Linked DNA regions of Mus musculus: regions 2, 3, 4, 5 and 6 are each linked to region 1. A link is a contact called in public HiCAR-type and promoter capture Hi-C data. All regions are on one chromosome and are shown on one strand. The core of a region is the stretch at or near the end of the contact, and the rest is flanking DNA. Distances in the headings are between cores, read along the strand shown. Region 1 holds the start of Pcbp3 (poly(rC) binding protein 3). Region 2 holds the start of Ggt1 (gamma-glutamyltransferase 1). Region 3 holds the start of Ggt5 (gamma-glutamyltransferase 5). Region 4 holds the start of Gstt2 (glutathione S-transferase, theta 2). Region 5 holds the start of Pfkl (phosphofructokinase, liver, B-type). Region 6 holds the start of Cfap410 (cilia and flagella associated protein 410).

The links. Promoter capture Hi-C pulls out the DNA fragments that hold promoters and counts their contacts. HiCAR-type assays count read pairs that join an accessible place to other places.
Region 2: a promoter capture Hi-C map of liver shows a contact between it and region 1, with 2.8 times the contacts expected there. The contact joins the promoter of Ggt1 here to the promoter of Pcbp3 in region 1. A contact is called at or near these places in 2 of 39 promoter capture datasets (both in liver).
Region 3: a contact with region 1 is called in a promoter capture Hi-C map of liver, with 2.8 times the contacts expected there. The contact joins the promoter of Ggt5 here to the promoter of Pcbp3 in region 1. A contact is called at or near these places in 2 of 39 promoter capture datasets (both in liver).
Region 4: a promoter capture Hi-C map of hippocampal neurons shows a contact between it and region 1, with 2.6 times the contacts expected there. The contact joins the promoter of Gstt2 here to the promoter of Pcbp3 in region 1. A contact is called at or near these places in 2 of 39 promoter capture datasets (hippocampal neurons and liver).
Region 5: a promoter capture Hi-C map of liver shows a contact between it and region 1, with 2.5 times the contacts expected there. The contact joins the promoter of Pfkl here to the promoter of Pcbp3 in region 1. A contact is called at or near these places in 2 of 39 promoter capture datasets (liver and pre-B cells).
Region 6: a HiCAR-type map of astrocytes shows a contact between it and region 1, with 2.2 times the contacts expected there. The contact joins the promoter of Cfap410 here to the promoter of Pcbp3 in region 1. A contact is called at or near these places in 2 of 39 promoter capture datasets (embryonic stem cells and pre-B cells) and 2 of 115 datasets of contacts at active chromatin or transcription factors (astrocytes and bone marrow-derived macrophages).

What each region holds. Positions count from the first base shown.
Region 1 is chr10:76,959,778-76,964,483 of GRCm38.p6, reverse strand. Pcbp3 (poly(rC) binding protein 3) reads left to right here and starts at 2,537. Exons shown (of 16, transcript NM_021568.2): 1 at 2,537-2,736. Gm35664 (a long non-coding RNA gene) reads right to left here and starts at 2,343. Exons shown (of 2, transcript XR_380584.1): 1 at 2,309-2,343; 2 at 1,882-2,108.
Region 2 is chr10:75,561,719-75,566,424 of GRCm38.p6, reverse strand. Ggt1 (gamma-glutamyltransferase 1) reads right to left here and starts at 2,293. Exons shown (of 15, transcript NM_001379537.1): 1 at 2,167-2,293; 2 at 1,520-1,604.
Region 3 is chr10:75,586,638-75,591,343 of GRCm38.p6, reverse strand. Ggt5 (gamma-glutamyltransferase 5) reads right to left here and starts at 1,963. Exons shown (of 12, transcript NM_011820.5): 1 at 1,462-1,963. The coding sequence starts at 1,634.
Region 4 is chr10:75,832,823-75,837,528 of GRCm38.p6, reverse strand. It overlaps Gstt2 (glutathione S-transferase, theta 2), which reads left to right and starts at 2,648. Exons shown (of 5, transcript NM_010361.2): 1 at 2,648-3,354; 2 at 3,790-3,877. The coding sequence starts at 3,243.
Region 5 is chr10:78,007,234-78,011,939 of GRCm38.p6, reverse strand. It overlaps Pfkl (phosphofructokinase, liver, B-type), which reads left to right and starts at 2,133. Exons shown (of 22, transcript NM_008826.5): 1 at 2,133-2,341. The coding sequence starts at 2,257.
Region 6 is chr10:77,976,627-77,981,332 of GRCm38.p6, reverse strand. It overlaps Cfap410 (cilia and flagella associated protein 410), which reads right to left and starts at 2,683. Exons shown (of 7, transcript NM_026431.2): 1 at 2,552-2,683; 2 at 1,562-1,580; 3 at 786-832. The coding sequence starts at 2,628.

The DNA of each region.
Region 1 (4,706 bases), core at 1,288-3,787:
CCCAGCCTTTGGAAACTGTGGTCCCCCAGCTCTCTGGTGGCAGGGACATGTGCGGCAATCTGGAGGACCAAGTGCTCAGAGACTTCCTAGGGCTTGGTCTGACATCACAGTAAGCAGATGATAATTACAAGGTTCCTTTGCTCCCCACTCTCCACACCCCAACAAGATACCATGGAGTTATTTATAAATGCAAGCCCCCGGGTGCACTTCTCCTGGGAAGGACCACGCTGACAGCTACTGGTAGTGCTAATGGAAGGCAGGAAGCCTGCATTCGGAGGGGATGCGGGACGTGTGGAGGGAGGGTAATGGGTCAAGCAGCTGCCACACAGCCAAGGGGCGGGGCTGCCTGCCCTAGCTCTCAAAGATCTGCTGGGATATGGAAGGAAGAGCCTACTCAATTGTCTCTCGTGTCAAGGGTGGGGCTCCGAGATGAACCGCTTTTTCTCTTCCCAGGGTTGGCAGGAACTGGAAATAATTGAAAGTTGTTAGGGTCCAACACACTGCCTTGAAAACACTATCATTACTCTCCTAATGACTAAGTGTGTCTTCCAGGAGGAGATGTAGGCAGCTGAGCCCTCCCCCCAAACCCCACGGCTCCTGGAGAGTAGAGTAGGAGGCTGGCAACCTGTAATCTGGAGGGGGGGGGTGCTTCGACAGAGCCTAATGCAGCTCCAGCCTCCGGAGCCACTGTGCAGAGCCCAGGAGGCCGATGGCCCGAGCTGATCCTGGAGACACTTTGGATCTTAGTTCAAGTCCTGGTTTAGGTCTGGGTACTGCTGCTGGGTTCAATGTCAATCCCTTGTGTTCGTCTCCTAGGGGAAGTCCTTGTCTCAGGGACTCCTAGCATGCTACCTGACATGCCCTCCTCCAAATTTCCGCCCTCCTCTCTACCATAGCACAGGGCTAAGGTGTAGTAATGTGCGATAAGGCTGTCCATATGCTCTCTAGATTCTCCAGGTAAAGGTTCGTGATTTGCTGCAGCTGCACTTAGCTGCTGGGTAAGGCTTTTGACAGCTCCTGCTTGCCCGGACCCAGGCCCTTTCTTTTCAGAGGTTGTCATTGAATCACACAGGTTATGTTTGAAGACAAATAAGAGCACACTCCTTTCTGACTCATCGATCCCAAGTGACTACTGTATATGTCTGCTACAGGGGACCAGGACTTTTCCCTTCAGAGTGGATTCCAGGACATCATACTCACAGGACTCTGGGCATTCCCAAGAGCTACTTGGTTACTATGGTGAGGTTTCAGACCTACGGAGTCTTCCTGACTCTACCATAGAGATCGTGATTGTAACAGGTGGAGGGATGAGGGGACAGAGCTATGTATACACCCCTTTGCATGTATGATATATCGTTATTGGCACCGAAGTGAGTCATTGGTGGGTTTGAGGCTCAGGGCGGGATGAGTTTTGTCATCTCAGCTAGAATGTCACCCTCAACCCACTTCTCTGCTCACCCGTCTGTTCATATGACAACAAAGAAGCAACTCTGTTTCCCAGAGATGCTTCTCGAAAGTCTGGAGGTAAACATGTGGATCACTCTCTCCACCTATGAAGGGCAAAGCTTGATTTCCAAGTCCAAAGAGGCCTTCTCTGGCTGGTTCAGGTTGCTTCAGGAAGCCAGGAAGGATGACCCTGGGCTCCTGGGTATCTAGGTACTGATGGAAGGCAGAGTTCCCAGGACTCGCAGCTTCTATCAGTACTGGAATTACAAGTTGGCCTGGTTCCTTTACCTTCGTGGTGTGCAGAAAGGAATAAGCCTAAGCTAATAGAGAGCAATCAGATGAAGGAAGTTTAGTCCGATGAAAACGATAGTTAATTGACACAAAATAGAGCAGGACACCTCTGAGGAAAGGTGCACAAAAGATAACAACAACAACAACAACAACATGACATGTTTTCCCACAGCCACTACCACAGCCAGTTCTTCCATCGGCTTTGAATCGCTTGTGGACAGGTGTGCAGGCCCAGAACCTAAACACAAGTTCTACAGTCTGGGCTGTGTTGGCTTTCAAAGGCTTCCAAGCAGAGAGGGGCACCCGCGAAGGGCTGCGGTCAACGGATCAGGCCCACATAGTCGCGAAGGCTGTGGGTCCAACTGACCTCCCTAGAATATCAGCGCGTGCGAGACTGGGTGTCTGCAGTCTCCCGCTAGCTGCGTGTGCCAAACACTTGCAGAGGATGCAGGCCCCGCAGCCATCTCACAACCAAGCATCCACTCCCTTCCCTCTAGCCTTCTGGAGGCCCCGCCCCAGGCCCGGCCCTGGCCCCGCCCCGTACTGTCCCCGCCCCCGCCAGTTGACTAACCTTTCCAGAAGCCCCGCCTCCTCCCAGCCCCAGAGTGGGGCCCCGCCCAACCCTAACCGCCCTTCGACGCTAAACGGCTTCTAGCCGGAGAGCTTTCCGTGCCCTGATTGGCTGTGATGGTCACCGTTTCGCAGCTCCATTGGCTCCCGGCGCCCGCTTTCTCAGGCCCTGCCCTTGAGCGGGGGCGGGGCCAGAGGCGGCGGGCTGCGCAGGAGTGGCTGGTTGCACGGAGGGGGCGGGTCCTCGCCGCGCGCAGTGCTTCGGCCAGAGCTCGAGGCGCTGCTTACCGTCGCCTGAGCTAGGAGACGCCGCGGCCGCCGCTGGGTCGCATCGGGCTTCGCGTCGCGCCGTGTACGCCTCCTCTGCCCCACCCGACCGGCAGCATAGGCTCTACCTGGTCCGCGGCCTCCCTGTCCGCGGCGGGGCAGGTGAGTGAGTGGCGGCGGGTTGAAGTGTGTGTGGGGGGGTCCAGCGCGGAGGTAGCTCGCATGCCGCGTCCCAGGCCGGCCGAGACCCCTCCAAAGGCCAGAGGACCGGACAGTTCGCAGTCAGAAAACTTCATTCGAGCTGGGGTGTTGGGGATCCTGGGGGAAGGGTTGAGGTTGGCGATCTCAGTACTAGGGCCGGGATCCTAGGCTGAGGCGAGGGTCCCAAGCTGAGGCGAGGATTCCAGGCTGAGGTGAGGGTCCCAGGCTGAGGGCGGAGGTCCTGGGAGAGAATAGGGGGTACCAGGTTGAGGGCGGGGGTCCCGGGCTGAAGGTAGGGGTCCCAGGCCAAGACCAAGGTCCTAGGCTGAGGGCGGGGATCTAGGACTGAGTACCGAGCTCTGAGGGCTCAAGGCTGAGGTTCCAGGGCTTAGTGCAGAGTCCCAGGCTTAAAGCAGGGTGGGGGTATCCCAGGCCAAAGCGATGGTCGGAGGACTGAAGATGGGAATCCCAGAGGCATGTGTATCAGGCTGAGCAAAGGGTCAAGGGAAGCAGCTTCCCAGGCTGTGACCGGGGTCCTAGGCTGAGGCAGGAATTACTTAGAGAGAGGGAGAAAGAGGTGGGTGGGTGGGTGGGGAAGTGTGGGGCCGAGGGTCGGGCTCCCGGAATAGAGTAGTTCTTGATAGCCCCTTGGGCTTGGAGCTGGGGCCAGAACAGGGTCCTAGACAGAAGTTTCCAGTGAGGGGCTCACTCTCCAGCTCTGCATGGTCTTGCCTGTTCTTGGATTCAGGCACGGCCTAGGGTCCTTGTGAAAGTCTGACGGTAACTGGCCCTGGCCTACGTCGGGGGTCGGGGTAGAGCCACTCAGGAAAACCCAGGCCTCTTTACTCCCTCCCTAAATTCAGAAGTTGTTAGTGGGCACATTACGCTGCAGGCTTTCGGGTCAACACACAATAGCTGTGATCTCACTGGGACTTGCAAGGCTTAGACGGATGTCTTGTGATTGAGACGAGCTGGGGAGGAAAAAAAAAGGAAGCCCAGAGGATGGATGTGGGGCGAGGGCAGGGTGCGGCCTTTTCTCCTCTCCCCTCCACCGTGGTCTTCTGTTTTCTTCTTTCCTCTCAGTTCTCCTCAGGTTTTCCCCGCACCATTCATTAGAGCCTGAACAGGTAGACTAGACAGGCGCCGGTTCTCAATCTCTCTCTCTCTCTCTCTCTCTCTCTCTCTCTCTCTCTCTCTCTCTCTCTCTCTCTCTCTGATGGCCGTATTTTCTGTTTTGGGAAAGAGGTGTGTTCCAGAACTGTTTCTTATTGTCCCCAAAGTGTTTTGTTTAGTAGAAGTGTGAAGTTGTCTGGCTTCTTATTCTGCACTATGTTGTTAGTATAGGAGAATTTTAAGTTAATGGAAGGTGGGCCCCAGGATTGGCTATTTCCTTTTTACTTTTCTTTGCAGCACTACGGACTTTTAAATCTCATTAGCTTTGTATGCGAACCGATGGCACTGTAGGTTGAGAAGGGTTTTTTTTTTTTTTTTTTGGTTTTTCAAGACAGGGTTTCTCTGTATAACCCTGGCTGTCCTGGAACTCATTTTGTAGATCAGGCTGGCCTCGAACTCAGAAATCGCCTGCCTCTGCCTCTACCACGACCGGCGAGAAGGGTTTTTAGTGCCTCACCAAAAGGCATTCTGGGTGGCAGGGCTTTGGAGAAAGACCCTTGGAGGCCAGACTGCAGAGCTAGCATCCATACTCTCCCTCTGAGCCCATTTCTCTAATACAGCCTTCCTGAAATTTAGTTCCCGTTCTGATGCAAACTTGTGGCCCATTTCTCTTCTTTGGACTTAATTGTGATTTCAGTTCCAGAAAAACTGCAGGCTGTGTCTCTGCGGAGAACAGACCCCCAGTCCCCACAACAAAGACAGTTCATTATCTAACATCTGATACGACCATTTTGCTCCAGAGAGGGGTGTGTGTACAT
Region 2 (4,706 bases), core at 1,044-3,543, 1.4 Mb after region 1:
GGAGCAGATGTTATGATGGGAGCCAGAGGAAAGGGTCAGAACTAGAGCTGAGACCAAACTGAGGTAGGAAGAAACCTGTAAGCTTAGAGGCTGGAGCTGGAGACTTCCTGAAGAGGCAGCTTCGGACAAGTCATGGGTGGTGTGGAGGAGGTCTCTTGACTTCCCTTGGCCTCACCCTTGAACTCTTAAGGTGTCAGGGCTGGAAAAGCCTACGTGCCTAGACCTTGAAAGTTCGGCTAGTCTGGACTTTGAGAACCCTGTGAGGCTGGTGAATATATCACCATGCTGGGTAACCCATTAACCCCGGCTTGCTCATTAAGACCCTTGCGGGTGTCTCTTTGCTCCTTGGTTTGCTCTGGGGAACTGGGCAGAGGGCAGCTGTGAGAAGGGGTGTTGGTGTGGACACTGGCCCAGCGGGGGCTCTCTGTGTGTTTAATTTCTGCAAGAGCTTTTGCTGGACAGTGTGGCCTAGGGCGGGGCTACACCACCTGCTCCTTTCATCTTAAGGTCACTCCTCTTTTAGGAGTTCATGCCCTGGGGGGACCTTGGCCAGGCAGGAGACTTAGGAACACATTTAGGGGGTGGCTTGGGGAATTACTCCAGCTCCCCTGCAGAGAAGTGGGTTCACAGTGGTCCCCAAGGCACTTCCTGTTTCAAAGGGCTTATCTTCCCGCACTCCATCTTAGAAAACCCGGTCCTAGTAAAGCCAGACTTGAGCTGTCAGTACCGGAAACCAAATGCTGGAGGGTTGCAGCTTAGTGGGTTGGGGAGGGGTTCAGCCAACCACTTCCTGAAACTCTCTTCGTACAGTCCAACCACACCCCATGGTAGTACTGACTTACCTGAATGTCAGGAAGCTCTGGGCAGGGCTTGAACCCCCAGTGGGTAAGGTTCACAGCTGAGGTCGATAGTCTAAACCTCAGAAGTCAGTTCAAGTAATTGAGATGGGTGGGTCCTTCCCTCCCCACACTCCGGTTCTCTTGGGACAGGATCTCCCTCCCCACCCTGAAAGCCAGCAACCCTGAGACTCCCCTGGTAAACTGGTGGGATGAAACTGACTTCAAATCCAAAGTCACAACAGCTTAATGAACGTGAGGATCACAGATTCTCAACCTTCCCTCTGATTTTCCAACACCCTAGAAAAGTCCACCCTTGGGGGGAGTTCTTCATCTCTAAAAGCAGCTGGCAAGTTCTCCCCTAGCGTCGAGCCCCAGCTTGTGACTCCTTCGGCTCATTTTGGATGGGTCTGGTCTCAGACCCTTCTAATCATCCCAGGCCACAGATCACAGATGCAGGGGACACCCATGCCCTGTGACTACCTGCATAGAGTGCCTGACCACACATAGACCACAATGACCAGACAGAAGAATCCGTAAATGGGCCACTGTTACCCAACGGTGTTGAGGAAGTACTCTCTGAATGACCACACCACAGCAAGGTCAGATTTTCTGCCTTCTGCCCCCCCCCCCCGCAAGCCTGGCTTTTTGGTGCTGCCCGTTCACCCCATCCCAGTACTCGCCTTTGGTGTGAGTGGAGCCTGTACTTAGCCAAGCGCGTGGGCCTCCGGGATGGTCAGCTTGTTAATTCCTGGGAGCATTCAGCATCTGGTGAGTGAAGTCCAACTCCAGAATTCATCAGCAGAATAACAGAAATGTGCACCCCATAGCTCCCGGTTTCATGCCTGACCTCCCTGAGAGCTGGGGACCTGGGAAACCTTCCCTTTCTGGCCTTGGTTTCCTCTCCAGAGAGGATCAAGGGAGCTTGAGGACTGGATGAAACAGACAGACTTCAGAAGGCTCCAGAGCTCTTCAAAGCCTCAGTGTTAGCCTGGCTCTGACTCCCAGCTCTGCAGTCACTTCTGCCCCCCTTCCTGCCCGCCCCCCTTCTCAGGTGGCATTTATTGTATCACCTGGTAATTATCTGTGCTGTCTGGCATCTCTAGGGGGGGCTGGGAGGGAAGCCCTGTCTTACCCATGTCCTGGTCTCCTCACTCCCGCCCCTACCATCACATGCCACAGTCTGCAGGAAAGCCAACTAACTCACTTGTGTCTCACAGCCTCCTGGACCACAAGGCAAGCAAGCACACCTGTCCACCCACAACCTCCCTGCGACTTAATTGGTACCTAAACCGCCCAACAATTTCCCTACACTCCGTCCTCAGCTTACCCAGAGCTCCCTTCCTCTTTACATCTTCCATGCTGAGCTATATCACATTGCACATAGAGTCCAAGTCTGAGCCACCCGCTGTGTCAGATGCCCAAGGTCAACAAGTCCTAACCTGAGCTAAGCAACTACCTTCCACAAACCTCTACCAGCCACAGAAGCCAGAGTCCAGCCCTTCAGAAGCCACCCCCTGCCTCTTCACTGGTCCCTTCCAATTGGTGTTATCTGTGACCTCCTCCAAGCCACACCTAGTACCCTCCCCCACCACTCCTATCACCTGGTGACGCTTGCTCACCAGTGGTTTGCAAGGCTGCTGTTACCTTAATGGAACATTTTCCTCTCCCGCTGGAAAACCCTTCAAAGGCCCCCATTTGCCCTGCAGAGAAATTCTTGCCTTGCTGGTGCCTGCCCCTGCCCTTTCTCTGCCCTCAATGCTCCTGCCAGGACATTTTACAGGCTAAAGTCGTCTTCCTTCAGACTCCGCTAACTTATGACACCTCCCAAAATCTTTCTTGGCTCCCAATTCTGAGGAAGTCTAGGCTGCATGCACAGTGCCCAGTCCTGAATGGATCGATGCTGAGGAGTGAATGGTTAGGCTCACTGTAAAGTAAGAAAGAGGGGCTAGGTGTGGCCCAAAGGTAGAACGATCGCCAAGCATGCCAAAGATCCTGGACTCAAATATCAGCACTGATAGGAGAAGAAAAATGTCACAGAAGATTAATCACGTTAAAGAATAAAGGCGCACTTATGCAACACTATGCTATGCCAGTCTCTAATCCTATAATGCCATCGCCATTTTACAGACAAGGAAACCGAGGGTTTCAGAGGCTTCTGTGGTGTCTTGTTTTTTTTTCCCCCTTCCACCAAGTTCATGCCCACTAGGGAGAGCTCAGAGTGTGACCTTATTTAGAAACAGAGTCTTCACAAGGTAATTAGTTCGGATGAGATCATACTGGATTAGGGTAGGCCCTAAATACAGTAATTAGTGGTCTTACAAGATGGCCGGTTGGGTAGTCGCACAGGGAAGACAGCCATGTGGAGTAGGAAGCTGAGGTCAGCGCGACACAAGTACAAGCCAAACAGCCTCAAGGATTGCCAGGAAGCTCAGAAGGAGGGGAGGCAAGGAAGGATATGGCCCCATAGTCCTGGGGGCAGTGGGGGAGAGGTGGGGAGCACGGCTCTGCTTACATTAGATTTCAGGCTCCCAATAACCGGGACTTGCTGTTTTAAGCCATTGAACTTGGGGCGCCAGGTTGAAACCATCACAGGACCCTACTTTGTCTATGGCTACACACTCGGCCAAGAGCAACACAGGGAACGGAAAGCCTCTTGCCGCCTTTCCTTCTGGGGAAACTCCGTCTGCAGGCAGAAGACCCATTCCTGACAGAGTAAGCTCAGGGAAATGGTCTCCACGGAGGATCTATCTGCCTCCTTCCTCCCAGAGAAGGTTTCAAAACCATTCGGTGGCTGGGCGTGGCAGGTCAAATCTACTTTGGAAGTAGATAGAGGAAGATCAGGAGTTCAAGGTCATTACCAGCTAAGTAACTGAAACCAGCCTAGGCTATGTGAGACTATCCCAAACAAACAAACAAACAAACAAACAAGGAACAACAAACAACAGAGACTGAGTCCTAGTCACGATTACCAGGAAGCTGGAGATGACCTGATTACAGATGACCTGGCCGAATTAACAGCCTTGAGTTGGTTTGAGTTTGGGCTTTCTGACTGTGTGAAAGAGACCAATGGTGGAGCTGGTTCAGTTCCATACCCTTCTGTATGTAGCCTTCCACCATACTTGCCAGGCACTCATATCTTGGCTTCCTCTCCACGCCTGATGGGTTACCTCACGAGTAGTGAAGGTCTCAGAACAACTGAGCTATAACTGCTGCCCATAACTTATCCACAAACAGTTCCCACGTGGGGCCTTATATGTCCCCACCAAGACCTGAAGTCTGAGGACATCCTCCCTCTCATACTCCCTGCCTCCCATGTATATAGTATTCTGCTTACATGCATGCAGAAGAGGGCATCAGATCCCAATACAGAGGGTTATGAGCCACCATGTGGTTGCTGGGGATTGAACTCGGGACCTCAGGAAGAATAATCAGTGCTCTTAACCACTGAGCCATCTCTCTAGTTCCCTGCCTCCCATTTTTTTATACCCCCATGGGTTTAGCTAAGGGTGACAAGGCTGCCATGAGGAACCCAGGTCAACCCTCTATGCCCAACATCATCCCCAGAGATTGAGAAGACAGCATCAGATCTCTGCCTCACTGTGGGATTGCCAACGAACCCTGCTGCCCAGGACAGCTCCTGGGAGAAGGGCCAGCAGCCTTCAGCTCAGTAGACTTGGGAAACCCGTGAGGTAGAATGATATCCTCACTCCAGAGGAGACAGCTCAGTCTATGGGGGCTCTTGTCCAAGTCACAGAAACAGTGCCCAAGAGCCAACTCACCTAGGCACCAGGATAGCAGGCGAACGAAAGCTCGCCCAGGGATCTGGGTCCAGAATTCACACTTCCTTTTTTCCTGGAAAAAAAGAAA
Region 3 (4,706 bases), core at 714-3,213, 1.4 Mb after region 1:
TTAAATGTAGATGTGAATCCTCCAGGAAGTCTGGGAACTCAGAGGACCAGGTTAGCAGGGTTGCGGGCTACTGTGAGCGAGGGAGGTGGAAGAGAATGGGTAGACAGATGGAATAAGGGAGGCGGGAAGGAAGGCAGGACAAACAGAAGGAAGGACAGAAGGAAGGAAAGACAGACAGAAGGAAGGACAGACAGAAGGAAGGAAGGATGGACAGAAGGAAGGAAGGATAGACAGAAGGAAGGATGGAAGGAAAAACAGATGAACAGACAGACAGAAAGAAGGATGGACAGAAGGAAGGAAGGAAGGAAGGAAGGACAGATGGTTTGAAGGACAAACAGACAAAGGACAGATGGAAGGATGGACAGAAGGAAGAAAGGATGTAAGGAAGGAAGAAGGAAGGACAGACAGACAGAAGGTACATTCAATAACAGTCAAAAAAAAGCATAACAGCATGGTATTTTGGGCCAGGACCACCACTCTGCCTGCTGCAGGACCCAGCCTTGGGTTTACAAAGCACTTGAACCCTGACAGTGGGCTACCAGGCAGATATTCTGGGAAGGAGACCCAGATGACCAGAAAAAAGGAGAGGCTTGTCCAGGTTTCAGGGCCCCAGTGGGAGGCAGGGGACCAGGAGTGACTTCTTGCCTCAGGGTAATCCTGTGGCAGCATGGTGGGTAGCATAGGCTTCCCATGGGCTGGGTTTCCTGGAAGGTCAGGAAACAACCACTGTAGCTTCTCTCTGCCTCTCTCTCTGCCTCTCTCTCTGTCTGTCTCTCTGCCTCTCTCTCTGCCTCTCTCTCTGCCTCTCTCTCTGTCTGTCTCTCTGTCTATCTCTCTGTCTGTCTCTCTCTCCCCACTCTTCCTCTCTCTGTCTCTCTGTCTCTGTCTCTCTGTCTCTGCCTCTCTTTCTCTCTGTGTCTGTGTCTGTCTCTGTCTGTCTCTCTCCCTCCTTCCCAGCCTCCACATCAGTCACTCCACTCACCAAGGCCAGACCCTGCCACAGAGAGGGAGGTCCTGACAGCTGTAACGTGCTTTCTTATACTGGCCCTGGGACCTCCCTCTCTCTGTGGCAGGGCAGACCAATGTATGGAACCCTGAAGCCCGTTGCCCAGGTTTCTGAAAAAGGTCCAGTCTTGGTCAGAACCAGCAGGCACAAAGTCACAGGTCTCATCCAGTCTGCCTTTCCAACCAGCACTGTATAGCCGATCTTCAATAATAGACTCACACCATCTTTGCAATGCTGTCCAGAGTCCCCATCTTCCCTATGGACACACATACACCATTCTGTGCAAGGGCCCTGGGACTGTTGTAGGAAGCCAAACCACACATGGCCTTTACCCCACCGCAAGCACAGCCGGCACTCGCGTGTCCCTCTTCACACCCCCACCACAGTTACACAGTCTCCAGGCACAACCCGCTAGCTGCCAAGGGCCACTGAGCTCACACCCACTTTTTACTCACCGTCCAATATCCGAGCAGATCTTGGAGTCAGCCGCTACCGCAGCACGCGTGAAGGCACCGGGACCACAAGAGGCTTGACGAGGAGAAAGGACCGCAGCCAACACAACGATAACCAGACCTAGACCTACACCCAGCAGGACCAGGCAGACCGTGGCCCTGTGACCCCAAGCCATGGCTCAGTGGCCCAGGGACAGAGAGGGAGGCAACTGGACACACAGGGCAGTGGACAGACAGAGACAGACAAACTGACTGACAAACTGAAGGGAAAAGAAGCTACACAGGGTGATCTCAGGCTATTGGACAGAGGGGAAAGATCGATGGGTCAAGACAGACAGCCACACAGGCCAGACAACTGGACAGAAAGGATGACGGACAGCCTTACAGATAGGTGGCCAGGCAGGTTACAGAGGAGAAACAGGAAGCCAGCCAGCCTGGGTTTATGGATAGACAGACGGCAGGCTGTGGCCAGGCTGCTGCTACACTCTCCTCCAGAGGCAGAACTAGCCACAGGTCTGAACTTGCAGTTTTCAGCTCCCGAGGCTCAACCCTGGAGGCAAGCCAGGCATCTACAGGGAGTTTTTTTTTTCTTGAGAAGAGCCAGCTGCCGCTGTTAACTCTTCCATCGCCAGTTGATCCCATGGCCTGCCCTGCTGCCCCAACACCACCCAAAGACTCCTCAGTCCCAGTGCCATTGGAAATGTGATGCTTGATGCACCCAGGGGAACTGGGACATGGAACTCAGGGAACCTCTCTCACTGTTTTCCTGCCTCCCAACAGCTCAGGGTCAGGGTGTCTCCTGCAGGGTGAAACTCCATTCCCCAGCTTCCACTCCCAACTGGTTCCACCCAGGCAGCCTCTCAATGCAATCACCCAGCTGGTACAGAGATGGGGCTGAAGGTAGACCAAGGTAGCCACTCAGGACCGTGCTGTTTTAATTTTTAAAATTTTTATAGAAATGAATCTTTTAAAATATTTTAAAGATTTATTTATTTATTTATTTATTTATTTATTTATTATATGTAAGTACACTGTAGCTGTCTTCAGACACACCAGAAGAGGGCATCAGATCTCATTACAGATGGTTGTGAGCCACCATGTGGTTGCTGGGATTTAGAGTCAGGACCTCAGGAAGAGCAGTCAGTGCTTTTAACTGCTGAGCCAGCTCTCCAGCCTCGTCGGGACCGTTTTATTACAGCCTGGCACAGCCTCATCCAAACATCTGAGCATGGGGTGGGAAGGGAGTGGGCAGGCAGGCCAGATGTCCAGTGCCCTGACACCCAGTGCTGCTGACACACAGTGCTGGGACATAGTGACCCATAAACTCAACCTTAGACCTCTAAAGGACGAGGCTGCCCTGCTCAAGTGCCCTCCCTTTTTCTGCAGCTCAGAGGCCCACTTGCTGAGTCCAGAAGAACTCAGGGCTATTTCTGTGCTGGTGAGCCTCCTCCTCTGGGAGCCTGGCTTGGGTCCTATCTTTCCATGATCTCAGGATGTTCCAGTGGGAGGCAGCTGGAGCAGTGAGGACCCACCAATGTGCTCTCGTGATCAGAATTAATACATGTGCAGGGCAGAAGAGCTCTTGGTTTCAGGCCTTCCCATCATTCCTCACTCTCTTTCCACTGAGCATGCCCCCCGCCCCCATCTTCGTACCCCCCGGCTTGGCAATGCCAAAAAAAAAAAAAAAAAAAAAAAAAAGAGGCCCAGAGAGGGAATGCCCGCACTGGCCACCCATCCTGTTAAGTGTCACACCCAGAGTCCCTGCTAAGCCTGGACAAGGGAGGCTGTTTCCTGTAAGCCTGTTCCCACATCTTCCTAGAGGAAGAGGGGAGTGTCTGTGGGAGTCTTCCCCATCCCAGTTGTCCCCAACACTACAATGTCATGTCATTGCTCAACCAGGAACCAAAGCACATTCTTGAATGTAGGCCAGTCCACTCACGGGCCACTGTCCCCTAAGGCCAAAGCAGTATGGGGGGAACAAGCAGACACAAGGGTAGGTTATCTTCCCCTCCTGGTCCCTGGCTGGGACATCCTGGTCAGGCGCAGACCAGAGTTCAGAGGCAGTTCTACGGATTCTCAAGGCTTGCTATCATACTGGACTTGGCTGGGAAGGCCAGGTCTGGTGGCTCCAAAGGCCCTTATCCAGGAAGTAACATGGAAAGGCACTAGAAAGGGGATGGTCACTCAAGTCCCCAAGTCTCCAAAGAAGCTCTGGGCTATACGCAGTGGGTCTGGGAGAGCGCGGTACACTTCAAGCACCCTGGGTCCATGGAAATCTCCGGCCAGTCCAGTGGGGCATGAAACACTGATATACCATATCTTAATATATTGGCCTAGGGAATCCTGCCTTCTCCCCTTCAAATATGGATTGAGGAATGGCTGGCACCCCCCCCTTCAGCCCAGCTTCTGTGTTCCCCAAGGAGCCCCAGAGATAGAGAGCTTTAGAGCTCAGACATGGAGCACACCTACAGGAAAACCCTGCTTTCCCATGGGCAGGTTGGAAACACCAGGACTTCTAGCCTCCTGGGACCCTCCTCCAGCCACTGGGTCCCTTCCCTCAGGGACCCCCAACTTGTGCTCACTTTAAGGGGCAATATTTAGCTCCTAGGCTGTGACTACCCCGGTGGCTCACTTCTACATTGTCTCCAAGTGTCTCTTTACCTCGTGGTCACAGCTGTGAGTTCTATAGACCTTGACACAGCATGAGGGGCTGCCCTTAAAGAGTGTGTTGGCTAGTTTTATATCAACTTGACACAAACTAGAGTCATCAGAGAGGGAGCCTCAACTGAGAAAATACCTCCATAAGATCTAGCTGTGGGCAAGCCTGCAGGACAGTTTTTAAATTAGTGATGGATGGAGGAGGGTTTAGCCTATTGTGGGTGGCGCCATCCCTGGGCTGAAGGTCCTGGGTTCTATAAGAAAGAAGGCTGAACAAGCCATGAGGAGCAAGTCGCACTCTTCCATGGCCCCTGTATTGGCTCCTGTCTCCAGGTTCCTGGCCCGTCTGAGTGCCTGTCCTTACCTTTCATGGTCAACTGTGATGTGGAAATGTAAGCCAAATAAACCCTTTCCTCTCCAAGCTGCTTTGGTCATGGTCTTTCATTGCAGCAATAGAAACCCTGACTAACACAAGGAGGGATGTATCTAATGGTGCTCTTCTGGGCTCATCCATTGTGAGCTGTGTTCCCCTTGTGGATCTGTGGGTTTTCTATAGCTGGCGGACCTGCTGGGACTGTCTGTTTGTTTGA
Region 4 (4,706 bases), core at 1,399-3,898, 1.1 Mb after region 1:
CTACTGCCCCTAACGGACCAGCTCACGCCCGTTGCTCGCGTGAGCAGTTGCCAAGGCAACCAACAGGCCGCTGACTCTCCTCCCTGCAGTGTAGGATTCCCAGCATGCTTTGCGCAGCGGACTCTCGGAGGAGGGCGGGAAATGCTGCATTTCCCAGAAGCCCCTTCGTGGGGTAGTCCTCTGAAGTAGGGAGCCGAGGGTAACTCTCGGACGCCCACCCTGGTGGTAGGTATGGGAGCTGGCGTTCAGAGGAGAGCGGCTGTCCAAAATTCTTGTAGCTGGTTTCGTGGTTTGCGTTTGCGCTGTTCACTGAGGTACGGCTGTGTGACGAGAGACGAGGAAGATGAATGACCCAGTGGTCACACTACAGCAGTTTGCAATCTGTTATAAAGAACATTTAGAGGATATCTAATGTTTTGATGATTGTAAGATCATATTGTGCATGCCAGTCAGATAATCCGCATCGTGGCTCCTGAATCCATGGCTCAGGGAACATCACAGAAAGGCTGTAAGAACCAGAATACCAGGAAGTCTGATGCGAAACAGTCTCTAGAAATGGCTGTACAAACTATACTGGAGCAATGGCAATATCTATGGACATGTTAATGTTGAAGGGAGAAAGTCTCCAGGTCCCAACCCTAGACAAAGAACTATTGGCCACTAATAGAGAAGAATTAGCCTCTCATAGGAATGAACTCCTTAGTTGGTTGTCCAATGCAGAACTGTCAGCCTTGAGTTTATATGTACAAACAAAAAAATAGAGCTAGCAGGTTTATATAATCTGTGCACATACACACATATGTATGTAACAATAATAATTTAAAAGATGAGAAGAGCTAAGAAAACCTAGCCAGAGGCCAGGATGGTGGTACACACCTTTAATTCCAGGATTGAAGCAAGAGGATCTCTGTGAGTTCAGAGTTAGCCTGTTCTACATAGTTAGTTCCCTGACAGCCAGCCTATATAGACAGACCCTGTCTCAATGAATAACAACAAAATTTCCTCAAACAAATTAGCTGTTTCCACAGAATGAGGTCAACACGTTTGAAGACTAACTATTCTCTGGCAGTCAGCCATTCCAACTTTTATTCCCACCACTTCAGTAACCACCGTTCGGTGTGATTTGTGAACCTTGGCTTCTCTTCAGTTTTTTTGTTTGTTTTGTGGTGTGGAGGGTTGAATCCAGGGCTAGGTTCACTGATGCTAAACAAATGCTGTGTCATGAAACCAGGTTCTAGCTACTGATTTTCTTTGTCCTGTTTGTCAGATAGGCTCCCCCTAGGTGGCCCAGGGTATAAACTGCCAAACCCCACTGCCATGAGCAACATACTTCCTGTAGCAAGCAAGGTGCCACAACCTAAAAGCTACATAACCCACACAAAACAGACCACCAGCTGGGGTCTGTTCATACACTAGGTTCAAACGCAGGAAACTATGGGCTGTGGGGAGGTGGGGCGGGGGCGGGCATTTCTCATTCAAACTACCACTCACTCTGGCTTTAGGTATCTGACAATCAAGATGAAAACTATTACCAGTCAAAAAGGGAGGGTAGCAAAAAAAAAAAAAAAAAAAAAGGGGTATTTTTGTCAAGATTCAAGGAAGCCCTTTTTTTGGGGGGGGGGAGGGGTTAAGAAGCCGGAAGAGAGGATGAGATGGAAGAGGGGAGTGAGGCAGCCAAACCAGTTCCTTGCCAGTGTGGGAGGGGACTCTCCGGAGAGTAGCGAAGCAGGTACCTGAGTCTGCAGGGTGAAAGCCGGGGGGGGGGGGGGGGGGGTGTTTCGGGGCGGGATTCAGGGGTCCATCCATTCAAGAGCCATATCTGATCCCGTGAGAGAGGATGTCTGACCTAGGGGAAGCACGTGAAATAAACAAGGCCAGGAGACTTCTAGGGGCCAATCACATCAGAGGGCTTGGGTGGGTACAGTCATCTTGGATCACATGCTCTCCCTACCGAATTTGCACGAGCAGAGCCACGTGCGGTGCAGGGCTGCAGAAGAAGCTCCTCTGGGGACAGCTTTGTGTTTTTCAGAATCCTTTTCCTCAAAAAACAACACCAGCTTATTTAGGTAAAAGGGCAATTTGGCTTCAGACGGTTCTGGCGGTGGGAGGGGCGAGGGGAGGGGCCACTTGAGAGAGCTCGGTTTGAGCCTACTGGCTACCACAGCTCCTAGCTATCAACTCACAGGGTAAGACTGGTTCTATGGCAAATGCCTGTAGTCCTAAGCACTTGGAAAATGAAGTCGAATTTGAGGCCAACCTGGACTATATGAGTCCCTGTTTCAAACAAAACAAAACAAAACAAAACAAAAAATAGCCAACCAAATGAATCAAACAAACATAAATTCCCTGGAAAGCCAGGCAGGATAGGTCTCACCTGGGAGTCCCAGACATTCAGGAAACTAAGACAGGAGAATCAATGGAGCAGAAGGGTTTGAGGCCAGCCTGTGCTATAGCAAGACCCCTACCCCTCAATGTCAAAAAAAAAAAAAAAAAAAAAAAAAAAAGAAAGAAAGAAAGAAAGAAAAAAGAAAAAAAGAAAAACGCCCAGGGAAACATTCTGGTGCCCGATATGGCCCACGGGCTATAGCTACTCTAAAAGATTCAGATAAAGCCAGTGATAATGGGCACCTCTTTTCCCCATCGGAAGATGCTACCGTGGAGAGTGTTGGAGGCGGGCGAGAGAGGTGGTCCTGTGACTCCTTCAAGCTTTGCTGCCCAGCCTCACAGATCTGGGGAGGTCCAGTGTTCTTAGACGACCTGTTTTGCACGGGGCAGCTGGACCAACCACAGTTCTTCCTTAAGGCAAAGTTTCTAGCAGCCTGCAACAAGCTTCACCCGTTAAAGAAGGATCAGCGATCAGCCTCTAAGATCCCCTCCTGCAGTAACTGAGAGCTAGGAGCTGAGCGGTCTAGTTCCCCGCAAACGACTACGTCCACAGAACTCTGAGTTGGGTCCACGAAAGCCCAGCTAGGCCATTTCCGCGTCCGGGTGAGACTAAGGTCCTGGGCTGGATTCCTGGCTCCACGGTCCGCTGGAGCAAATCGCATAAGTCAGTCTGAGTGCGCGCGCACCTCAGCCCTGCTTTTGGTATAAAGTCCTCCAAAGCGTCTCCCTCCCCAAGATCAGCAGGTGTCAGCTATCCAGAGGAGGAAATCGTTTGGCTTGGCCAACTGAGGCTGTGCTGGACCCCAGCTTGCTGTTATCGAACGCAGTCGGCACACCATCTTGTGTCGCTACCGGCAATGGGCTTGGAGCTCTACCTGGACCTGCTGTCACAACCCAGCCGCGCTGTCTACATCTTCGCCAAGAAGAATGGCATCCCCTTCCAGACGCGTACCGTGGATATACTCAAAGGTTGGCACATTTACCCCTAGACCATGTCAGTCCTTCACATTCTGCCTGGGTACAATCTCCCCATCATCTGACCCCCCCCACCCCCAGCGCCGTCCACCAAGGAATGCTCTGCTCTCTTTGGAGTGGTCTTAGTCAGTTCAGAGCCCTCTTTAAACGTAACTTCCGCTCTGACAAGAGAGACTTTTTGTCCTGGGACGTGGGGAGAAAAATGAAAGATTCCTACAGTTTCTGCTTTGAAGGCACGCAGTGTTTAGATTCACAAAATTCCGGAGACTTTGCAGGGAAGAGACACATAGCTGAGCCACCTCTGTGCCTCTGGTTCCCGGCCCATCCGGATTTTGGCCGTTTCGACCTTGCTCTGGTTGCAAAGAGAAAGGGGAAAATAGGAATACTGCTTGAGTCCTTGCACGCATTTTCTGGCTTCTTCCTTCCCAGGGCAGCACATGAGCGAGCAATTCTCCCAGGTGAACTGCTTAAACAAAGTTCCTGTACTCAAAGACGGAAGCTTCGTGTTGACCGAAAGGTGCAGCTGTAAATATACCCAGAGCCCTCACTACCTCCTCCGGCTCCCTTTGGCCGCCCCACTTCCGTTGGAGTGGGGTGCGGGGCGGGGCCCTGGCCGACTCCGACCCTAGGCTGTGAGGGGGCCTGGCTAGAGCAGACTCTGTGGGAAGGGGTCCTGGAAGACTAGAGGGCTGATCCAGCATGTCCCTTGCTTCTGTCCTGTTTCATCTGCTGGACTCCCCCCCTCCCCCTCCAGGCCTCCCTATCCTGATTGAGGGGTATTGGAAGGCGACAAGGGGACGATTGTCAAGGGTTAGGGAAAAAAAAATGTAGATTCAACAAAGGACTAGGAAGGGCTTCTCCTAACTTCCTAGATGTCCTGTTTAATCCGCCAAAGCTTGGCCCCGGAGACCAATGAAAGGGTCAGGGCTCACAGACTGTTTGGTTCTCCCATTAGAGTCTAGTGTCAGAGAGCTAAAAAACAAAACAAAACAACAACAAAAAAAAACCCACAAAACAACAACAACCACCACCAAAAAAGAAAGGCGGAGAGAAAAAGGTCTGGCCAGGGGTCAGTGTCCACGACATCAAAAAAAGAGGCGACCTGGAGAGGGGCAGAGCTCTTGCTGGTGTCTGTCTGTGTGTGTCTGTGTGTGTCTCTGGGTTTCACCATGCACAACATTGCAGAGAAGAAAGGCTCTGGGGACAGGCAAGAGTCATGGAGAGATAGGTGGTGAGACCAGAGGGAAGTACTTCAAATGTGAGAATTCTGAAGGCCCCGCCAAGGGATGGGAAACAGCCAAGGTCCTTAAATCCCCTCTTCCCATGGTCCATATAGCCCCTCTTCT
Region 5 (4,706 bases), core at 884-3,383, 1.0 Mb before region 1:
CACATGTATATACACATAGGTGCTAAGATGACAGGAAAATGATGATCAAAAATGTTGGTGCAGCGGCTACTTGTGAGGGCTCTATAGCCAGTATATAGCTTTTATGCTCCTTTTTTGATGTTTCTAGTCCATTGTAAGCCACATTAGACATTAGTATTTTCTTTTCTTTTCTTTTCTTTTCTTTTTTTTTTTTTTTTTTTTTTTTTTTTTTTTTGGTTTTTTGAGACAGTGTTTCTCTGTATAGCCCTTGCTGTCCTGGAACTCATTTTGTAGACCAGGCTGGCCTTGAACTCAGAAATCCGTCTGCCTCTGCCTCCTGAGTGCTGGGATTAAAAGCGTGTGCCACCATGCCCAGCTAGTATTTTCTATAAACTACTTTGAAACTTGAGTTTACAGCAAGTTTTTCTCTCCTAACCTTTTTTTTTTAAAAAAAGATTTACTTATTTATTATATGTCAGTACACTGTAGCTGTCCTCAGACACACCAGAAGAGGGCATCAGATCTCATTACGGGTGGTTGTGAGCCACTATGTGGTTGCTGGGATTTGAACTTCGGACCTTCGGAAGAGCAGTCGGGTGCTCTTACCCACTGAGCCATCTCATCAGCCCTCTTATAACCTTTTATGCAGGAGTTATAACCCCCCTACAATCCAGTAAAACATTTTTTCTTTTTTTTCTTTAGGTTTATTTATTATGTATACTGTGTGTATGGCCTGCCTGTATGTATGCCTACAGACCCGAAGAGGGCACCAGATCCCATTACAGATGATTGTGAGCTACCATGTGGTTGTCAGGACTAGAACTCAGGACTTCTGGAAAAGCAGCCAGTGCTCTTAACCTCTGAGCCATATCTCCAGCCAAAACACCTCCCCACTCCCCACCAACAAAAGCCCTGTTATGTTCTTAGAATTTGAGTTAAACGGACCGCCCCTTCCTTCTTTCCTTTATTCCTTTTATCCCTGTTCTTGGTTTCTTTGTATAGCCTTGGCTGTCCTGAAATTTGCTCTATCGACCAAACTGACCTTCAAAGATCTGCCTGTCTCTGCTTCCTGAATGCTGGGATTAAAAGCGTGTGTCACCACTGCCAGACAATAAAAATAGCTCTTAAAGAATTTAGCAAAACCAGGCAAAAATCAACAAACTGTCAGGGTCAGATGGGGTACCCTCATCTCTGCAGGACAGCCCTACCATGGCAGCCCAGATCCAGCGCTCTGGACTGTGGGTAGCTTTCCTTGAGAGTCCTGGATCTGACCATTGCTCCACCAGCTTCGAATCCCTCTAACCAATCCTGAGGGGCTGGTTCCCCACTTTGTGCTCAGGCAAAGGCCACTCGCCTGAACCAGGAGCTGTGAGAGTTGAGAGAAGCGGCAGGTTTAGCAAATCACCCTGAAGTAAAAATGCTACGCTAAGTGTTTCTCTTTCCAAATCCCCAACTACATTCAGCAGTCGCGATGGGACGAATCGTGGCTATCGTCTCAGATACAACTGCAGCTTTCCTATGTTTTCTTTTGCTCTCTTTCTCCCTTTCTCCCTTTCTTTCTTTCTCTTTTTCTTTCTCTCTTTCTTTCTTTCTTTCTTTCTTTCTCTCTCTCTTTCCTTCTTTCTTTCTTTCTTTCTTTCTTTCTTTCTTTCTTTCTTTCTTTCTTTCTTTCTCCTTTTTTTGTTTGTTTGGCTTTTTTCCTTTTCCTTTTTTTTTTTAACTTCGGCTCGAAGGAGACTGTTGCAAGCCTAAATCAACTCAAGGAGCGGCTTAGGAATTCTCACCCAAGCCACACCTGCATCCCCGGATGCTGGCCAAGTGGGATTTAAAATGCCCGTGAGACTTGGCTACAGGTTTCCTTTAACAGCGCCTGGACAGATGTAAAATCAGCTTGCTGTAGCATGAACTCCACTTGCCCAGAAACTTCAGTCAGGCTCAGGTTGTGAACTTCATTTGGTGAGGACGTTGATCCTAGCTGCTGGGTACCTGGGGAGTTCGGTGGCGGGCCTGGGGAACCAGGGTTCCGGAACCGCTGCGCAGACATTTGTAGACTGGCGTGCGCTCCGCCTTTCTTAGCGCAGCTACCTTCTCCAGCAGCCACTAGAGGGGCGACCAGGTCCCCGAGCCTGTCAGTCAAACGTTATACTGGGGGCGGAGCCGGGGCGGGGCGGGACAAACCGGGTACACAGGCAGGCGCACGGGGCGGGGACAGGCGACAGCGGCGCGGAACGCAGAGCGGCGGGAGAGGAGCTTGGGCTCCTGGTCTCCGCTGCCGCCATGGCTACCGTGGACCTGGAGAAACTGCGGATGTCGGGGGCTGGCAAGGCCATTGGAGTGCTGACCAGCGGCGGTGATGCGCAAGGTGATGGGACGCGGGGGCGTGTTTAGGGATGGATCTGGGGTTTCTGCCTGTCCTCGGAACCCTTCGGGCTTGTCCACTGCCCCTCGCCTAGGGATCTGGGGTGTACTTGGCCAGCCAATCTCCTGTGGAGCACCGTGGCTTCAGGTCCCTGTCCCCAAGCTCCGCCCCGGGTAGCTGGCGTACGTGCTGCAGGCCACGGGCCTTGGCACGCCCCGCCCTCGCGCTGCCTAGGTCCGCCCGGTTTGGGGGTGTGTCCGCGCAGCACGCAGACTTAGGGCACCGGGCTATTCCTTTCTAGGCCACACGTGTCAGGACCTCTAAGAGAAGCACAGCCGGCCAAGTTTCACAGGCCGGAATTTGAAAGGATCAGGGACCCTGTACCCTCCCCCGTGCAGCCTGTGATTCCTACCTTCTCTGTACTGGGATGGGGTGAGACTGAGGCAGGCTTGCCCACACGCCTTTGCCTGGGCTGCTTCCTGTCCCTTGGATGGAGACTTAAGTGGAGAACAGAGGGCGTGGAGCGGGGGTATTTTTTTACCGGTGTAACAGGGCAAGCACCACAGGGCTAATAGTTGAGGGTGCACAGCCTCTTCTCGGCCTGGTAAGGCTAGGGAAAAGTCTGGGCTTGGGAGGATCTGCCCTCTTCTCAGCCCCTCTCTTGGTGGCCTGGTTCCAGGCTGACTGCTGATGTGCGAAGTCTGTGGCTCTAGTTGGGTCCGGCTGAAAAGAAATACTACCCAGTTGGGGGCTGAGGAAGACACGTGGAGCTTCAAGGGGCTTGGCTTCCCTGAGCACTGCAGTTGAGCTTCGCCATTTCCTTCCAAACATTTCAGGAAATACAGACACACATGCTCCTAAGCGGGGTTCCTGACTGCCCAGCCCTTACCTAAGAGATCGGTAGGAACAACACAGGATAGATACATCTTACAAGCATGATTGCAAGTCCAGGAAGGCAGGAAAAAATGTCACTCTGACTCCCATAATGCTGGAAATCTCAAATCTCTGTTGGGTCCCCTGGGCCTGGTCTAGGCTGGCAGTCAGCATACCCTTTTTCAGGGCTGTTTCAGCTTGTACATCCCAGTGCTGTCACTGAGACTGGGCCGGGGACCTGTGGAAGAATCACCCATGGTAGTGGACCACAAGAGAGGCCCTGACTAGGCCCACATCACCCATTAGATAGGCATTTCAGTGAGGCCAGCAGAGTCCTGAGTCCCATTTGTAGGGCTCCTGCCTCTGGCAGGCATAGATAGGCTATCCACCTCAGGCTCCTGTCTGAGCAAGGGAGGCCCCAGTGTCTGAGGGATGGTAATATTGAGTGGTCTCTGCGCGAGGACTTCTGCTGCCTTCTGTGAGAGGCAGCTGCCAGGCCAGGGCCACCAGGGTGACAGACATTTGTTTTGGAGGCTGGTGGAGGAACCAGAGACAGGAGGCCCTTCCTGGTCAGGAGAGGGTAGGCAAAACCTGCTTACATTTCCATTCTGGCTTCAGGGCAAGATCTCTACAGGTTTTCCCAGAGTCCTCTTTGGGTAGGGTCAGTATCAGTGGGCAAGGGGCAGCAGCTGGTATGGGACAGAGTGGAGCCTTCTGTTGCCTGAATTCTGGAAGCGCCTGTGGGTGTGTTCCCCAGGCCCTGCTTTCTTCTGTGCCCAGTCAGCTGCTGGGCTCCTCATGCCTTCTGTGTGCTCACGGAGCCCCATCTGCATGCAGTGAACATGTGAACACCAGTCCTCATTTGAGAAGGCAACACGGGCCTAGATCCCAGTCCTGGCCTGGCTGGAGGTAACCAGCTCCTTGGCCTAACCTGTGCGCTGCCTCTGGCCTATGAAAAGGTTTCTTTTTTCCTTTGAGCCAGGCAGGAAGACCCATCCTTTTCAGACCCAAGTCTCTCCCTTCCTGTTGGCCAAGAGTCATGTTAGGGAACTGAGGAGGGCTGCTGTTCACCAAAGTCTGTTTGACTGGAGGACTTTGTTTAAAAAGAACCACAGGTAGAAAAAAAAAAAAAAGCAAAACAAAAAAACCAATTAACCAAACAACTGCAACAAACCAGCCTGGCTAATCTCAGTCACATCGAAGCCTGGTCCACTCTGGCTGTTCCTTCCCGTCTCTTCCCAGTACCTAAATTGCTCTGTGGTTCTGTCTTCCCTGAGGTCAGGGGAGACCCTGATTTCCTGTTTGTGTAGCGAGCTGCCTGCGCTGAGGGGGGGGGGGGGGCGGTTCTGGGATTGGACACAGACTTTTTAGCTGATAAGTAACACTTTGGTAGGCCCGGGATCATCTCTTGGTGTCTGTATAACACTTTGTTTTCCCAAAGGTCTCTCTCTGAGGTAATTTTTGCAACAAATGCATATCCAGCCTTTGGCTCTTC
Region 6 (4,706 bases), core at 1,434-3,933, 1.0 Mb before region 1:
TCCCCAGAGGACACGCTTTGACCCACAGCAGGCACTGGTTAAAACTCAGCAAAAATGCCCACAGGCTCCGTATCATATATAAACCAAAACAAAACAGGGCGTTAGGATGATTTCCATCCCATAAGAAAGTGTGGAGACACAGGAAGGGAAAACAGCATCCACTCACCGCCAAAGTCCCCCCCCCCCCCCATGGCCTCTGCATCAGCTCCTGCTTCCTGGCCTGCTTGAGTTCCAGCCCTGACATCCTTTAGTGATGAACAGCAATGTGAAAGTGTAAGCTGAATAAACCCTTTCCTCCCCACTTGCTTCTTGGTCATGATGTTTGTGCAGGAATAGAAACCCTACGACAGGCCCTAAGTGTCAGCCTTATCCTGGGCCCCAGGATGGGCAGGAGAGAATGTCGGGATGGAAGTGATGGAATCAGGAAGGCAGGGAGATAGGGTACTGGGAATTTCAGGGACAGATGTAGCCACAGGGAGGACTGGCCTACCTGAACTACTACTCATTATTAGGGAGCCTGCTACAAATACACAGATTACTTTCTGGGGTGAATGTGAGAGGACAAGCAGAGGTAAGCCTTTAGGAGGCCCATGTAAGATCCTTAAAAAGCAGGTAGGGGCTCCAGGTTCTTGAAGTCCCATTCCCTAGACAGTTAGCAGATGCTGCTGTCTTAGATGGCATTGGGAGTCTCCAGATTGCCTGTTTTCCCACACTCCAGAGGAAAGACATGAGTTCCCCGGCCTCCCCATTGCTTCCATGCCCCAGGACTACAGTCAGTCACATACCTGAGTGTGATTACCTCTAGGCTGGGCATCTCCCGGCATATGGAAATCTAGGGAGGGAAGAACGGGGCCAGTGAGTTAACAATAGTGTGGTCACCTCGGGTCAGGGGACACATGTGTCCTGGGTCCTGTCACCTGTACTAATGGGGCCAAGGGGTATGGGCTTGCACAACCAGGGCACTCAGAAGAAATCAGCTGCATGCTGGTCTCTGTGGCCCAGCCTGCTCTTGGGGTGTTCTACACTGGGTGTTTCTACCTGGCAGTTTACAACAGTTCTGTGTCTAACACAGAACATCATTACAGTCAATACCCTCTGAGGACGCCTGGCCAAGGATCTTGTGGTTTCCCACCCTGAGACAGATACACAACCCTTTCTCCTTGCTGCCCCTGAGGCACAAAGAAAGGACAGACACTCTCCTTGCCAATGGTTCTGGGCTCAAGGCAGACAGAACTGCAGTTAAGTTTGGCCACGACACACCATCAGATCTGTGGATCAGACCTGGGCTGTGGGCTCCACAGTCCCAGCTGCCTGTCATTTCGGGTGGGGTTGGGGTGTCGCCTCCTGAAGCTGAGGAAGGCCATGCAGAGTGCCCCTGTTGATGTCCTTGAGGGAAATCACCACCAGGGACTCCTCTCAAGGCAGAGCTTTGACTCTGTTTTCCTCTGTGCAGGTCTAGCAAGTGACACGGCACTGAGCTGAAGATCACAGTTCTGTAACTTTAGCTATTCTTCTGGGGGAAGGGGCATCCGGAAGAAGATACAATCAAGGCAGAGCTTACATCTGTGAGCTGGCTGCCCCTGGAGAAGAAAAGAAATAGACTTTAATTTGTTGAATGAAAATATTTTAAAAATCCCCAAAGAAATGGCAATTGTCTATAAATCTAAAGATTCTACATTCGGAACAGTAAGGAAGGCTGGTTGCCCAAATAAGGGTGAGGTTGGTTTCTGCCAATACTCCCTGCTTGGTGCATGGGGGTACACAGTTTTCTCCTCTCAGGCTCCCATAGCAGAAAGCTCTTTCCAGTCACACACATAAACAAAGGGATCTTCATAAGAGGCCAAGCTCAAAGGCCGGTCATGCAACTTCTGAAGCAAACTTCACGGGCCTGCAATGTGTGTTGTTTCTGCTTGCACAGAGGAAGCCCTGATGTGCTCGCTGGCTCGACAAAGAAAGGCATTATTGAAAACCCAGGACAGGGAGGACTGTGGCCCCAACACCAGATGTGCCAGGGCAGGGAAAGGCTTTTAATTAACAAAGCTCACTCTTTCCAGTAGCCCACTGACCATTACTAGAAGCAGGGGTCTGCACTTGCTCTGCCACTGCTAAATGCTCTGGCCACAGCATCCCACCCCAGTCCCCAGAGACACCTGTAGCTCTTCCACACGCCAGATACAAACTCCTCCAGAAGCCCGGGGCTTTCAGTATTAGTGTGACTCAGCCATGCAACTTAGAGTGCATCCATATAATAGCATCTAAGGTCTAGGCTGTCACTCATACCAGGTCACCCTCTCCAGCACCGGATCATGACTTTACAACCTCAGTCTCTCCCTGTAGACATGCCACTAAGCACCTCTGTCTTCAGATACCAGACACAGACACAGAGGGTTAGCGAAAAGCCCTCAGCAACACTAGAGGGAAATTCTAGTTATCCTGCGAGGGCCGCACTCCTCTGAAGCACTGGCCTCAGAGTGAGCCTGCAACCTAGCTAGCCTGGGGTAGCAGGCGCTCAGCGCGGCCTCTGCTTCCTCCCGCTCCTGGCCGGCCTCACCAGCAGTTGAGCTTCCGCACGTTGTGCAGCTCCGAAGCCTTGGCTCGGGACAGGACCATCTTTCGTGTCAGCTTCATGGTGGCCACAGGGCCGCGGGCCCGGCCGCCCTCCGCTGTACACTCGGCTAGCGGGAGAGGCCTGCGCAGCGGCGCGTCTCCAGGGGCGGGGCCCGCGTTTCTAGGGGCGGAGCCTGAGGTCCCATTGGCAGTCAGGCGAGAGGGCGGAAGCGCGCCGGCGAAGCGGGACGGCCCGACTTCCGTGATACGCGATTCCGCCCCGCCCCTTTGGCGGCCCGCCGGTCCTGCGCATGCACGAGGCTCCGGGCTTTGCTGCCTGGGGACCGCTGGTCTCTGCATCCCGTGTTTGCGTGCGCGGGAAGGGCGGCCCTTAGGATTCCAGTGTGCAAGAGTCTGAGATGGGCTGGCTTGGGTGAGAAAGGCGCCGGTGTGTGAGGGACTCGGGACGCCTGGCTGGTCTCGGAGACATCGAGGACAGAAAAGGTCGAGTCGGGAAGGGTGACAGAGTCCTCGTAGTGGATGCCAGCAGAAACCCTCCTGGCATGCTTGCTCCGGATCCTAATCCCTGCCATGGCCCTGGTCACCACTGAGCCCTCACCCATTTCTGCTTGACCCCAAATCGGGGATTTGTGTTACATAACAGCTAATCCACAACCAGACGATGACTGACACTTGTAATTGATGCACTCAGAGGCTGAGGCAGGAGGATTGCCTGAGCCAGTTTCTGGCAAGACTGGCTCATACAGACATTATCTCAAAAGACAAAGCCGAGTAGTGGGGGCTTGGGGAGGGACTGAAGAAACAGTTAAGAGCGCTGGCTGCTTTTCCAGGGCACTCATATGGCCGGATCACAACCTTATGTAACTCTAGTTCCAGGGGACTCAATGCCCCTCTTTTGGCCTCCTTGCGCACCAGACAGGTCACTTGGGTTGCACACACATGCAAGCATAACACTCATATGTAGAAAAACAAAACGAACAAAACAAAAACCTTAAAAACAAACAAACAAACAAACAAATAGAAAATAGACGTTATGTTTTTGAAAGTCAGTACTGTGCCTGTGGTTGTCAGTGTGCATTTTAAGTAATCACAAATGAATTTTTGTTTTGTTTTCTTCTGGAGAAAACAGATCTCCAGAAGAAAACAAAACGAAAGATTGTAGGTTGAAATCTTCATATCTTTTTCTATCCTACAGATTACACCGGGACAGGCACTGGGTACTTCAGGCCCTTTAGGTAATAAACTGCCCTTGATGAAGTATTCTAGGGCTCTATTGTCTGTCTGACCACCCTGGTCTGCCTTTACCAAAAACAAGTGAAATGGTTCAGTAGGTAACAGTACTGGACGCACAAACCTAAAAACCATAGTTTGCACCCTGGAACCCACAGTGGAAAGAGAGCGGACGCTGAAGATTTAGCCTCTGGCGGGCCATTCATTACCATCAGGAACAATAAGGCCTGAGCTGAGAGATACAGCTTAGCCACCAGTGTGGTGGGAAGAATTTTATAGGCTCAGTTCAGCCACGTTTAAAGAGGTCTGCTGGCCGCTCCAATGGAGGCCAGAAGGACATGGATGATGGCAAAGGAGCTAAGACTTTGAGGAGTGTTTGACAGGAGGTGGGCATTGCCCACTCTGCCCGTTTGTCCTGGAGAGACCTGTGGTGGAGTTGTAGTATCAAATTGTATTACATTGTGTTACATTGTATCACATTGTATCAAGTGTCAGAGTTGAAGGCGGATGGGGAAGTGTGGAGTTGCTACCCTGTTCAGCTTGGGTTCACTTCCCTAGCTCTCACCTCTTCTACCTAGACAGGCGTGGCCAAGGTACAGGGGTGGTACCGAGGAGAGTGGGCCAGGTCAGGTTGTGGGGCGGGCCCTGGCTCTGTAGCTCTTTCAGTCTTAGTATCTGGCCCTTGCCCACTGATATATAAGTCCAGGGAGACTTCCCTGCAAAAGGCTATTTATTCCTGGAGATTTTTGATAGGGGTCAGGCCTGAAGAAAGAGGCTCTCCTGCAGAATCGTGTACCCTGTAGGTTTGATGGAAGCAGTGGACAGTCATATCCAATAGAAACAGTGAGAGTTAGGGAGCCGGCAAGCTGCTTGGCACAGTTCCAGGGAAGCTGAGTAGCTTGCTGCAA